Linked DNA regions of Mus musculus: all the other regions are linked to region 1. Evidence: chromatin contacts called from public promoter capture Hi-C data. All regions are on one chromosome and are shown on one strand. Each heading gives the region's core, a stretch centred on a gene start, on an enhancer-like site or on the middle of the called end of the contact. The rest is flanking DNA. Distances are from core to core; before and after follow the strand shown. Region 1 holds the start of Prpf38b (PRP38 pre-mRNA processing factor 38 (yeast) domain containing B). Region 2 holds the start of Cym (chymosin). Region 3 holds the start of Prmt6 (protein arginine N-methyltransferase 6). Region 4 holds the start of Strip1 (striatin interacting protein 1).

What was found. Promoter capture Hi-C pulls out the DNA fragments that hold promoters and counts their contacts.
Region 2: a contact with region 1 is called in a promoter capture Hi-C map of liver, with 2.9 times the contacts expected there. The contact joins the promoter of Cym here to the promoter of Prpf38b in region 1. A contact is called at or near these places in 1 of 39 promoter capture datasets (liver) and 1 of 484 Hi-C or Micro-C datasets (B cells).
Region 3: a contact with region 1 is called in a promoter capture Hi-C map of pre-B cells. The contact joins the promoter of Prmt6 here to the promoter of Prpf38b in region 1. A contact is called at or near these places in 3 of 39 promoter capture datasets (the C10 cell line, liver and pre-B cells) and 1 of 115 datasets of contacts at active chromatin or transcription factors (embryonic stem cells).
Region 4: a contact with region 1 is called in a promoter capture Hi-C map of pre-B cells. The contact joins the promoter of Strip1 here to the promoter of Prpf38b in region 1. A contact is called at or near these places in 3 of 39 promoter capture datasets (cranial neural crest, liver and pre-B cells).

The regions. Positions count from the first base shown.
Region 1 is chr3:108,909,912-108,913,183 of GRCm38.p6, reverse strand. It overlaps Prpf38b (PRP38 pre-mRNA processing factor 38 (yeast) domain containing B), which reads left to right and starts at 1,455. Exons shown (of 6, transcript NM_025845.3): 1 at 1,455-2,020. The coding sequence starts at 1,742.
Region 2 is chr3:107,220,228-107,223,499 of GRCm38.p6, reverse strand. Cym (chymosin) reads left to right here and starts at 1,768. Exons shown (of 9, transcript NM_001111143.1): 1 at 1,768-1,855. The coding sequence starts at 1,794.
Region 3 is chr3:110,249,346-110,252,617 of GRCm38.p6, reverse strand. Prmt6 (protein arginine N-methyltransferase 6) reads left to right here and starts at 1,619. Exons shown (of 1, transcript NM_178891.5): 1 at 1,619-3,272. The coding sequence starts at 1,647. The coding sequence ends at 2,783.
Region 4 is chr3:107,629,949-107,633,220 of GRCm38.p6, reverse strand. It overlaps Strip1 (striatin interacting protein 1), which reads left to right and starts at 1,511. Exons shown (of 21, transcript NM_153563.2): 1 at 1,511-1,720. The coding sequence starts at 1,541. Gm10961 (a long non-coding RNA gene) reads right to left here and starts at 1,620. Exons shown (of 3, transcript XR_375960.3): 1 at 1,219-1,620; 2 at 31-294.

The DNA.
Region 1 (3,272 bases), core at 206-2,705:
CTCAGCCCCTAATGCTCATATCCATGAATGAGCACAGGAAAACACGTTTCTGTTGGGATTAAACCAACGTTGCCCATGCTAGCTAGGCACCTCGTCTACCATTAAACTACACCAATAGCCTGATTTTTTTTTAAGTCAGATTATTATACCAGTCTAGTCTTGGCCTCTTGATTGTTCTGCCTCAGTCTCTGGAATGTAAATTTCCTTTCAGACGTAGCCATCAAAACCAACCTAGCCTGATTTAAATACACACACACTATAAGGATGTGGGGTAGCCTTTGGTAAGCATTAAGTTCCTAATGTTTCATCCACACATTACAGACATTTTATTGCCACTACTCCCCACGAAGCACAGCTCCCAGCTTCTTGCCAACTGTGCTATTTTCCATCTCTAAGCCTGATTTTGCTTTCTATGCTTAAGCCATTCTTTGCTCAAATCAGGCTTATTAGATGGTAAATAGTAGATGATGGTCAAAGGCTCCAGCAGCCTCTTAACTCTCAAACACTATTAATCTTAAATTATTAGTACCTTTGAGAACAGATACCCTGATTACTTTCCCACCTTTTCTCCATCTCCATTCCTCACTCCCTTTTCTAAGGCCTAGCCCAGTGCAGCGGTACCATAGAACTAGCATCTCACTACATGTGGTAGCTCAGGACCCAAAATCCCAGTATCTCGAAGGCTGTGGCGTAAAGATTGTCTTGTGTTTGAGGCCAGCCTGAGCTACATGCTAGCCTCAGCTATAGTGTGAGACCCTAATTGAAAATTAAAAAAAAAAAAAAAAAAAAAAAAAAGGTGAGTCAATGGAAGCACTCCACGTAGGGTAGCAGATTTTATGTTTTTTGTTATTTTGAGATTGGATGTCTATGGAACTTGGCTTCAGAATCACAGACCCGTCTGCCCCTTCCTCCCCAGCACTGGAAATAAAGCGGGCGCCACCACACCCAGTTGAGAGTACTTTCTTTAAAGCTCACAACCCAGTTAAAATATTATCCTAATCTTAGGAGAAAAAAAATTTGGGGCCGTCTACGACTTCCGGTAGGACACTATTACCTCTGCGAAAGCCTCAAGGACTCTATCGGAGTCAATTCCCTGACTCTAGTCCTTTCTGGAGAATCTAACAAAATTAACTCATGAGACTTCGACCGCTCCGCAGGAGCAGTCACGCATCCGTCCAGAACACAAGTGTCACGAGACCCTCTTCCTGCCTCGAGAAAAATCAAGCAACGGATGCAAACTCTAAAACATAGCAACTGTGTCCAGACCCCCTTCCCCCTGGGCCAAAGTCCCAGGAGGAAGCCACCAGCCCGGCACACAGACCACCGGAGCCGAGCCAACACGCAACGACCTCGCGCAACCAGGAAGAGGAATAGCCTGCACACACGGGCGGCTCTGATTGGCCACGGCCTTAGCTCGAACGCCCGGGCGTATGGCGTCACTTCCGCTGGCCCCGCCATCTTGTTCCCAGGGGCAGTTGGCGGAAGAGATCGAGCTCCTCTGCTGCCCGTTCTGCTTTGCGTCCGGAGTTCTCCCCGCCTCGTTTTTGGCGTCCGTCTCGGGCCCGGGCTCCCGTGTGTCGGCGTCCCAGTTGCAGTTTCCCGCTCGGCTGGGGCACAACGCGGCGGGCTCCTTGCCCCGACGGCCTTCCATGGAGTAGGTCCGGGACCGTTGTCCCGAAGAGCGCGATCGAGCTTGGCCTCCCTCCTCCCGCCCGCCCTCCTTCCTTCCTGCCGCGGCACCATGGCCAACAACAGCCCCGCGCTGACCGGCAACTCGCAACCGCAGCACCAGGCGGCCGCGGCCGTGACCCAGCAGCAGCAGCAATGTGGCGGCGGCGGCGGCGCCACCAAGCCGGCGGTGTCGGGCAAGCAGGGCAATGTGCTGCCGCTGTGGGGCAACGAGAAGACCATGAACCTCAACCCCATGATCCTCACCAACATCCTGTCGTCGCCTTACTTCAAAGTGCAGCTCTACGAGCTCAAGACCTACCACGAGGTGGTGGACGAGATCTACTTTAAGGTACGCATCCTCTAGGCCGCGTGTCGGGGGTAAGTTCGCCAGAGCGGGGTGTCGGATACCGTGGATGCACCCCCTTTCCCTCCCTCCTGAGACCCGCGGATTTGGGGGAGGGGGAAAGTTGGCGGAGGGAGAAGTGAAGCTTGGGGCTGGTTTGGGACGGGTCGGGCTAGGGCCGCCCTCTTTTTTTCCTTTTCAGGTTTTGTTTTTTTTGTTTTGTTTTAATAGCCGGGCGAGCCCGCCACAATCGATCTTTAACCTACCCCAACCTCCTGCCTATCCCTAGGGAGCTGTTGGGCAAGAACTCTAGGGGAGAGGAGAAAAGTAATACCAGAAGCCTGTCCAAGTTCACCATTTTTTAAAAAAATGACTCCTTTTTACCTGTGTCGACTAAGCACTAACTCGGTGCTTCTGCCGCTGCCCCCCGGGCCAGCGGAATTACTGAAGTAATTACTTCAATGTCGGCCTCGTGCTCTTCGTTAAGCTCTCCAATCCCGACAGAAATTGGCCAGTGAGTGTGTCGGGTGGGCCGGGAGGGTTGAGGGTGGCGTGGAGTGCCAGGGCAAAAGAGGTGTACAGAAGGCCTGGAAATTTTTCCCAGCAGGAAGTCAGGAGTCGAAGGTGTCAGCCACCTGTGCGTTGGGCATAATTAGAATGCTCTGGGCCCTGGGCTTCTTTCTGCGGCAGGGTCGGTGCTGGCTTGGCTGTGCTGGGGAGCTCACCTGGCGCCTCCTCACTGCACTCTTGTCTCAGTTCTTGTTTCGTTAGCAGGATTGACTCAGTCTTGCAGCGAGGCTCGGAGCAGCCCAGGGTCGCAGGTAGAGGTATGCACTATTAATCATGCTCAATCGCCAATAAATGCATTTCCCTGGTTAAATGAATGGCTAATTAGGTTTATTTTTACCGGTTTGGTGTTGGGCCATTGATTTTGGTCTCACTAACTAGAGTCTCCACTTCCCTACAAATTAGGTAGTTTAAAAAATAACCTTCCAGGCCTCCGAGGTTAATTTATATTTTAATGAGTATTAATAGTCTTCATGTCTTCAAGCATTTTCGCTAGAGCATGTAAAGTAAAACACATCCAATTTTTCTTGTCTTGACATACACGTGGAGATGTTAACGAAAAGAGATTCTGTATATTTTACCTACTTTTCTCCCAGCCACTTGTTCAGGTTAATGAGAGATTTTTGAGGTACTAATTGCTTTTTATAGACAAACCTTTTAACTTTGTATATATAAAATATACACGTACTCT
Region 2 (3,272 bases), core at 519-3,018, 1.7 Mb after region 1:
TCATTCTTGTGTGGTGCCAGGTGTCAACTCTTATCATGGTCGTTCTTAAGAGCATTTTTGAGATTGTGGCTTGCACCCACAGATAACCTCTCTTTGCACCATGGGCTGTAGGGCAGTGTTCCAGCACATACTTGAATGCTCTCAGATGGTTGCCAACTGTGTGAACAAATAAAAAAGCAGATAGCACTAAGGGATCTTTGATTCTTGGCTTTGTGGTCACCCTCCAGTGGGAGAGGTGGTTTCACCTAACACCTGTGGTCATTATCCTTGAAAGGTTGCCACTGGGTCAGGCTGGGCCATTGGGGGACATAGAGCCACAATCTATCCTTCCTCCATAATGGAGATAATGGCCTTGGAGTGTTGGACACTGCAGATGGGACCCACTATACATACTGCAACTGTCTCAAGAGATAGAAGCAGAGTTGCTCTCGCAGTGGAGTGTGAAGATATTTGTTCAAGGTACTTGAGACAATGCCAGGCTACTATAACAGGACTCTCTGAACCTCTGTCTCCTCATCTGCAGCATGTCACACAGGTGTCACCAGCTACTTTCTGATGCTTATCAGAGGCAATGACAAGAACACTCAGTCACACACCTGCTTATTCAAACATCCCCTGAGTACCTCTTGTACATCTTTCTCAGTGCTAAAGTATGGATGGAGATACAGTCCAGACGCAGGGTCATCAACTGCTACTGGGTCTCTGGGCCCTGGCCCATCAGAGCGGCACTGTTAAGTGAAGAAAACAAGAAATAAGCTTCACCACTTAGTATTGATTTTGCCCCTTACTTCTCTGACTTTGGGAGTAGAAGGTGTGGAATGGCAGCTGCGTGTCCTGTGGCCACCTCTCAGGAGCCTGAGAAGCAGCAGTCTCCTGGCAGTCTGAGGACACACCTGGTGGTTTCGTGAAGAGATGTCCACAAAGGAGGGCATTGCCATGGTAGGGATCAGGCCTGACTCCTGTCCTTAAGTCTGTTCAAATACTCCTGTGCCTGGCCTCTTGGGGAACTCTTATAGCCCCCATAAGACAAATGTGTGAAATTTCAGTTGACACTTCTTTCAGAATGGCTGATGTATCCGGATCCCCCACCTGGCTTCAGCTGTTGCATCCTGCCCTGTCCCCACTCCCTGCCCTTGCCAGGCCTTCCTCTCTGTGCAGATGTTTGTCCTGCTAACAGCAGGAAGCTGTTACCATGTTCTCTTGTATATCATACTCCTGAACCTCCTGCCTTCCAATTTGCCCAACTTCTCCTGGCTTCATCCTGATTTTCCAGTTCATAGGCCTGGTACATAATTGTCTCCACAGATACAGTTACAGATACAGGCTTTAGGGTCTTTCCTGTCTCAAATCTCTCTTAGGCCAGAAGGCACAACTATCTGGCTTCTGACCTTGTCTCCAATAGAACACTCAACATATTTGTATGTGTGTTCTCCCTGTACACCCGAGTGGGCCTTCTACATGCAATCTCAGCCTCCCTTCCTCCTGGTAGCAGCCCCACCTGCGTTAGCTCAGAGGTCCCGTTTAGAGGGGGATTTGGGGTAAAGGGGCCCGTGTTGACTTTTCCCAGCTTGAAGGCCTGTGTACCCTTCAACGTTGAAGTCTTTAGAATGGTAGACTTTGTAGTTCTTATCAGTGTGGGTCTTGGGTAGTGAAGGTGCTATCTCACTATGTTTGTGAAGTGGTCTGAAGTTTCGGGTGCCTCTGAAGTTTGGGCATCCAGCCAGAAGGAGCCCCGCTCTATAAAGGCCGAGAGGATGGGTACTAGCTAGAGAGGCCATTTCCTGTGATCCAGAATGAGGCGCTTTGTGCTGCTCCTCGCTGCTCTCGCCATCTCCCAGAGCCATGTGGTCACCAGGTGAATGTTGGACCCTGGGTGGGCAGGGGGACTGTTGCTCTTCCGGCCCTCAGACTCCAGGGGAATTTGCTTTCACTCTTGTCTTTACACACTGAGTGTGACCCCGAGGAGAGGGAGCCAGGCAAGAAGCCTGGGGGATAGGAAAGCATAGTTTCTAGAAAGAAAAACAAAACTACTCAGTGCTCGGTCCCAGCTCTATCACCCTTAGTTTCCTCATCTGCTGTGAAACTAGGGTCTTCACAATGCCCATCTTTTAGGGTTGTTATGAGACTGCGTGAGTTAATATTTGTAAAATGCTTCAAAGAGTACTAGACCTACTGTGAAATCTATATGCGCGCTCATTAAACTAGGTTTCCTGGTGTAAGAACTCCTTTAGAGAGGTCTGAAGGTTCTCTAAAAATAACTAGGGCATCACCTCTCAGGCCGTGGGTTAGATGATTTGCACTTTACAGCTGAGAGCATTGTTCAGGGAGAGTCTCTGTGCTACCCAACACCATGTGGCTAGCGCTGGAGGTTCCAGGGCTCAGCCTGGCTGGACTTGCACTCTTGCTGCCCCCATCCCCATTTCAGGTGCTCATGTGTGTGTTCTGCCAAGGCCTGAACACAGAAAAGACTGCATACCTTCTTGGATTGGATCCTTGAAAAGAGGCTGAGTATCTTTGCTAGTGAGGGCTCTCTGGCAATGAATTTTTCTCAAGTCCAAGGTGTGATGGCAGCTAGATAAGAGACAGAACCGGAGATGAGGATCCTGGGGTGAATTCCAGACAAGGGTGGCCTTTTGACATGAGGTAGCAGCTGCATTCTGATTATAGCTGGCTTTCCTCTGGAAGAAGAGGTTCCTGAAGCCGCTATATGGCACCTATACTTCTGTAATCTCAAGTTGTCTTTTCAACTAGCTCTTAGAGAAAACGATATGATTGCTAGAAGTTTTAGGGACTGTGAGATGCACAAAGTTCTACTTTAATCTATGGGGAGAGAAAATGGTTAAATGGTCAAGTACAGAATAAAACAGTGTTGGAAAGGAAGGATTAGCCCTATTGTATAAGAAGAAACTGAAGATAAAGGCATTAAATCCCCTAAAGTGAAGATCCCAGGGCCCCAGCAGCCTCCCACTGGATGTGCAGAGGACTTGGAGAATCTCCTGGGGGAGCTCAGGGCACTGTGGCAGATTTCACGTTGCCAAGGAACACAGCAGAGCCAGGTCGAGAACTGTTTTTTTTTTTTTTTTTTTCCTGCAGTTTTCTCTCTTGATCTTTTCTTCCCCAGTTGAATTGCCTTTATTATCCCAAACCTAAGCTGGGCCAAGAGGTCCAGTTTGGTGTCCTGCTCATGCTGAGGAAGTCCTGAAGAATTTCCAGCCACTTTAGTGAAAACACTACTCAGAGAAAAGCAATTGGCAAAAGGTGGTATCACTGCC
Region 3 (3,272 bases), core at 370-2,869, 1.3 Mb before region 1:
AGCCAGTGCTGTCCATTGCTCCTGTTCCAGATACCAGTACACATTCTTTAAATTATTGTTTTTATGTTATGGCCAATGAAGAGATTAATTTATTGTTAACCAAGCTTCTTTTTGACTAACAGAAAAAATAAAATAACTGAGCCTGTGGGTATCAATTCTGGCTTTAAAAGGAGATATAGCAGAATTTTTTTTAAAAGTGAATTGCATTGGAAAAGAAGTCAAAAGAGATGAGTTTCACCATTTCTCCAAGCAAGTGTTTTTACACAGATACATAGATTTAAGTGTATGTATGTGTATATATAAGCTGGTCACCAAAGACACTGGAAATGGGTTTGAGAATATCATACCCTTGATGTTAATTGTTCTTTAGTTTGAACTACAGAAGTTTCAGAACAGGACTCAAGACCAAGTAAACTATTCTCCAGAGACACAGTGGTGGCTGATACATTTCATGGCCACAGCACTTCTTCAGTATTTGCCCTGGAGCTTAACGTACCTCAGGGATCACTTTGGACTCAGAATCAAGATCTTGTATTATTTGGTTTTCACTTTGCGTCATACATATTCTTTGTATCCTAACTCTGGTTAGAACAGAGAGTTTGGTGAGTTACAACTGTCAGAGAAGGGACAAGAACTGTGCCACATAATTCAGTAGTGGGGGGCGGGGGAGGTCCTGTGAGGGAAACATAGACTTGTAGCTGTAAGTGGTGTGCCTACATCAAGAATGTGTAAAAATGAGTGTAGTGACTATTCCTGGCTATCATCAACTAGACTATATCTGGAGTGAACTACAGTCCAGAATTGGAAGGCTCACTCACCTGTGATCTTGAGGCTGAAAGACACAGGTTTCTGACTTGAACCGAGTGGAGGTTTTTTTGTTTGTTTATTTTTTCTTTGAGGCAGGGTTTCTCTGTGTAGCCTTGGCTGTATTAGAACTCACTCTGTAGACCAGGCTGGCCTCGAACTCAGAAATTCGCCTGCCTCTGCCTCCCAAGTGTTGGGTTTAAAGGCGTGAGCCACCACGCCCGGCCTTGGCAGGAAGATCTTGAGGCATATGGCCATGAAAAGTTTAGCCTCAGGCAAGGTAGTACATGCCTTTAATCCCAGGAAACTTGAGACAAAAGCTCAAGGTCAGCCTGGGAAAAGGAAGTCCCAGATCCGGAAGTGGTGATACACACCTTTATTCTGGGACACACCTGCGGGAGGCCTACATAAGGTCACTGGAAGAAGGAAAACTCACTTTTTCTGCCAGGACGCCGTGTGGGACTGAGCAGCTGCTAGATCCTTGGATTTTCATTCACAGCTGCTGCTGACCATCTTTGGGGACTACAGATTGTAAGTCATCAACAAATTCTCTTACTCTACAGAGGCTACCCATACGTTCTGTGACTCTAGAGAACCCTGACAAGGGGTAAAAGGAAAGGGCAAAAACTGAAAGGATCTCGGGAAAATAGTGTGGTCTTAGAGAACAACTTGTCATGGCGTTAGAGGAAAATAACGGTGTGCCAAGATTGACTCTGGTTGAGCCTCTGCCCTCAGGAAGCGGGATGCAGGAAGCGGACTACGAATCCCAGCAGGCCCCGGGGACTCTGAGCCTGCGCACCGCACCGCGCAACGAATGCTGGGGGTCGGCTGCCGGGGCCAAGATGTCGCTGAGCAAGAAAAGAAAGCTTGAGTCGGGGGACAGCGGAGGCGCCGGCGCCGGAGGGGAGGGAGCCGAGGAGGAAAATGGCGGGGAGCAGGAGGCGGCCCCGCCACGACCCCGGAGGACCAAGAGCGAGCGGGACCAGCTGTACTACGAGTGCTACTCCGACGTCTCGGTCCACGAGGAGATGATCGCCGACCAGGTCCGCACCGAAGCCTACCGCTTAGGCATCCTGAAGAACTGGGCCGCGCTGCGAGGCAAGACGGTGCTGGACGTGGGCGCGGGCACCGGCATTCTCAGCATCTTCTGTGCCCAGGCCGGGGCACGGCGCGTGTACGCGGTGGAGGCCAGCGCCATCTGGCAACAGGCCCGGGAGGTGGTGCGGCTCAACGGGTTGGAGGACCGCGTGCACGTCCTGCCGGGCCCGGTGGAGACCGTGGAGCTGCCGGAGCGAGTGGACGCCATCGTCAGCGAGTGGATGGGCTACGGACTTCTGCACGAGTCCATGCTGAGCTCCGTGCTCCACGCGCGGACCAAATGGCTGAAGGAGGGCGGTCTCCTCCTGCCAGCTTCCGCGGAGCTCTTCGTGGCCCCGATTAGCGACCAGATGCTCGAGTGGCGTCTGGGTTTCTGGAGCCAGGTGAAGCAGCACTATGGCGTGGATATGAGCTGCATGGAGAGCTTCGCCACGCGCTGCCTCATGGGCCATTCGGAGATCGTGGTGCAGGATCTGTCCGGAGAGGACGTGCTGGCCCGGCCGCAGCGCTTTGCCCAGCTCGAGCTGGCCCGAGCCGGCCTGGAGCAGGAGCTGGAGGCTGGTGTGGGCGGGCGCTTCCGCTGCAGCTGCTATGGTTCCGCGCCTCTACATGGTTTCGCCGTCTGGTTTCAAGTGACCTTTCCCGGAGGGGACTCGGAGAAACCTCTGGTGCTGTCCACCTCGCCTTTTCACCCGGCCACCCACTGGAAGCAGGCGCTCCTCTACTTGAACGAGCCGGTGCCGGTGGAACAAGATACGGACATTTCCGGAGAGATCACCCTGCTGCCCTCCCCGGACAACCCCCGGCGTCTGCGCATACTTCTGCGCTACAAAGTGGGAGACCATGAGGAAAAGACCAAAGACTTTGCCATGGAGGACTGAGCGTTGCCTTTTCTCCCCCTCCACCTTCTTCGGAAGGTCCGAAGAGAAAGGGAGATCGCCTATGCAAGTTGGGGACATAGCTGTCTCTTTTACCTCACCGCTCCAGTCTTCATTTGAGGACATTCTTCTGGCAGTGTTTATTTTAAAAGTGAGCATCCCTGACCAAGGACTGATGCAGTGTGCTTACTAACGGGCTTTTAAACCTGGAAAGCATGTAGTATAAAGAAACTCTTGTATTTCTGTTTCTTTTGTTTAACTGCCGGGGTTGGGGGGGGGGCAATAAATGTGATCTTTTTATAATTGGTCCACGAGCTAATCTGACACCTCCCCATCCCTATCAGTATGAAACTGGGAGAAAGGCAACATGGTCTGATTACATTTCAGAAACTTGCAGAATGATTTTTAAAGCTGTTTCTTTCAGCTGGAATTCTCTCAAGTCTTGAGTGCCTACCTGTGCTTCCTTATATTCTAACGTTCATATTGTTAGTA
Region 4 (3,272 bases), core at 262-2,761, 1.3 Mb after region 1:
AGGGCGGGAGATAGGAAAATTCCAGCAGACCTGGGCAAGTGTGGTCTGGTTATCATCCTCTCAGTGTTGGTTCTATGAGATGGTAGAAGTCCTTTTTACTTAAGGGACAAGCTGGTTCTCAGGAGTTGATTCTTTCTCCTCCAGGGTGCACAGGCCATGATAGAAAGAGCTGTTCGTCATCCGGGGATGCTGTGTTCTGTGAGGCTTTGCCACTCCTGATGTCTAGAGGGTTGAGGCCAGTGACCAAGAGTCTTGTACCTGCTTCTTGGGGAGGGAGGTTTCTGGAGGAGGACACTGTAAAAAGTAACATTAAAACCATCTTGGTTACTCCTATGTGTTTGGCACTCAGACGTGACGGAGAATGAGGTGAGAGGCCACCATTTTTGGATGATTGCTCTTTGAGTCAATACAGATGTGAGCAGGTAATTCAGAGTAAACGAGACAGCTACAAAATGAAGGCAGAAAAGCAAGAGCCACTTCTAAGGGATTATTAAACACACCCTCATTTCCCCATGATTTCTCTGTTATATTTTCAATTTCAGTTTTATTTATTCATTTGTTTATCTCCCCCATGTGAATGTAAACTCCACGAAGACTAGAATCCTATTTTTGTTCATTATTATATCCTTAAAAGTATTTGTCAGTGGCTTGAGGACAGATACAACTTCATACTGTTATCCTTAGCCCCCAAGAGTCTCTCTCTCTCTCTCTCTCTCTCTCTCTCTCTCTCTCTCTCTCTCTCTCTCTCTCTCTTTCTCTGTCTCTCTCTCTCTCTGTCTCTCTTCACTTCAAGTTCAAGACAGGGTTTCTCTGTATAGTCCTGGCTGTCCCGGAACTCACTTTGTAAACCAGGCTGGCCTCGAACTCAGAAATCTGCCTGCCTCTGACTCCCAAGTGCTGGGATTAAAGGCGTGCGCCACCAACGCCCGGCTTTTTCCCCTGTTTTGATAAGTGAGATTATTAACGTGGCTCCAGAGGTGTCTTGGATGGAGTTATAATCTGATAAGTAAAACCAGGAGTCCCCAGGGTTGCACAAGGTGTTTCTTACAGAGTCCTACTGACTTGGAGGTTTTTCAGCTGGAAGGTTAGAGAAAAGCCACAACCAGTTGTTAATTGTACAGAAATTCTTTGCTAGGAAAACGTGTCAACTAGACCCATGAGTCAGGAATTGCTTTCTTTAATGATGTCTCCCTAATTTCCCCTTTCATCCTGCCTCACCTTGAACAGGGAGGGCTCTAAAGACAGGCAAAGCGATGATAGACAACGAATTAAAGTGTTAAGTCTCATGGATAAAAAAGACATCTAAAGGGATTCCTGCGAGCCCAGCCGCACGTCTCCGGCTTAGTTCCACGGGAAGGAGGGAGGGGAAACTAAATGACAAAGCCAGGAAAGACCTTGGGAGGTGATTGGCAGTTGCGGCTTTCGACACACGCAGCCACACTGAATATGGCGATTGGGGAAATTTCCTGGAGGAAATCACGCGAGAGTTGCCTGACGGGAGGCCGTCCGCGAATTGAGCCGGGGGTGTGGAGCAGCCAAGATGGAGCCGGCAGCCGCCGGTCCCGGCCCTCTGATTGTGAACAACAAGCAGCCGCAGCCGCCACCTCCTCCGCCGCCTGCCACCGCGCAGCCTCCTCCTGGGGCGCCGAGGGCCGCCGGAGGCCTCCTGCCGGGGGGCAAAGCCCGCGAGTTCAACCGCAACCAGCGCAAAGACTCGGAGGTCAGAGCTGCAGGGGGGCGAGGCTGGCACCGGGCGGGTGACAGAGGGGGTCCCGGGAGACCGGGGCGGCATCCGGGCCCAGCCGGGCTTCCCGACGGCTTGACAGGGACCCTGGGAGCTGTCACTTTACCGGGAACCGTGCAGTTAGCTAGGCTGGCAGCCGCCACAGCCCCGGGGAGGAAAGCCCGGAGCCCTGTCACCAACTCTGCTGCGGCCGGGGGAAGAAGGTCCCCGAGCCGGGGATGGCCGGTCGCCCCCGGGGGCGTGGCCTGAGGCACAGCCCTCCTGGGGTGCAAAATCGGTGGTCTGCTGGCTGGTTAGCCCCTCATCCTTTCCGGCCTCTGATCTTAGCAGGGTGGTGGGCCACGCCAGTTGGCAGCGAAGGGACCCAGGAGAGTTTAGCGGGCGCTTAGAACAGGGCTTCTCTCTCTAGTGCTGCTTGGCCGGCCCCAGGTTGTGTGAGTAGCAGAGAGAGCACATTGTGGCTTCCCTCCGAATTTTAGTCAGCGCTGGATCAAACCGCGGCCAGACATTGCCAAGTATTTTTGCATGCCCAGTGAGCCCAGTTGCTGAGCTGTGAAGGGATCAGAAGTACACAAAGGGCGCCGGATTCTCCTCCTTGCTAGTGAGCTGCGATTCCCTTTGCCCGCGCTGTCTGGAGCTATTCACCTCGCCCCAAGTTAAAATTCCTCCCACTGCTTCCGTTTGCAGAATTCATGAATGAACACACACCCGTCTCGTCGCAGCATTTCAGGGCTTCCTCATCAGCACATTCATTCCCAGAGCGCTTACTACGCAATCTCCTCCACCTGAGACAACTTCCAGTGTGATGAACAGCCAGGCACTTACCGAGAGGGAATTCCTCAAATTCAAATTTGATGCTTCAGCTAGTACCAGATACTAAAGATAGTGTCTTTAAGCCTAAGAAATCAGTTCCCTCCAAACATTTTGTTGTTGTCGCAGGCTCAAATTCTGATAACTTATGTCACAAAGGAACAAGCCCAGAGTTGAGAGGATGAGTTTAGAGTGGCTTTTTTGAAAAAGATGGACCTTTTAGGAGCCTTTTGTTGTGGAATGATGGGTGATCAGTGGCTACTTCTCAGTGATCTCTTAAGTACGAAGGAGTATGGAAGTTAAGTTTGTAAGACCTTTAATGACCAGACTTGTCCAGGTTTTCTGAAGAGAACCCTGAGAATTGAACTACACCTTCAAATTTCTCTTTTTAAATGTTTGAGTGGACTGGAGAGATGGTTCAGTGGTTAAGAGAACTTGCTGTTCTCTCAGAGGATCCCAGCACCCAAGTTGGGCCGCTCACAACTGCCTATTAGCACACTAGCTCCTAGGGATCCAGTACTGTCCTTTTGTCCTCCATGGGCACATGTATACACACACAGATAAACACATAATACATTTAAAATAAGTGCTTTAGGGATGGCGGGATAGCTCAGCAGGTAAAGTAGTTTTAAATTTTCCTGAAAAGCCACAAAATAGTCAGATAAATACCCTTTTGTGCATTTTATTTTATTTGTTGTTTGTTTGCTTCTTTGTTTTT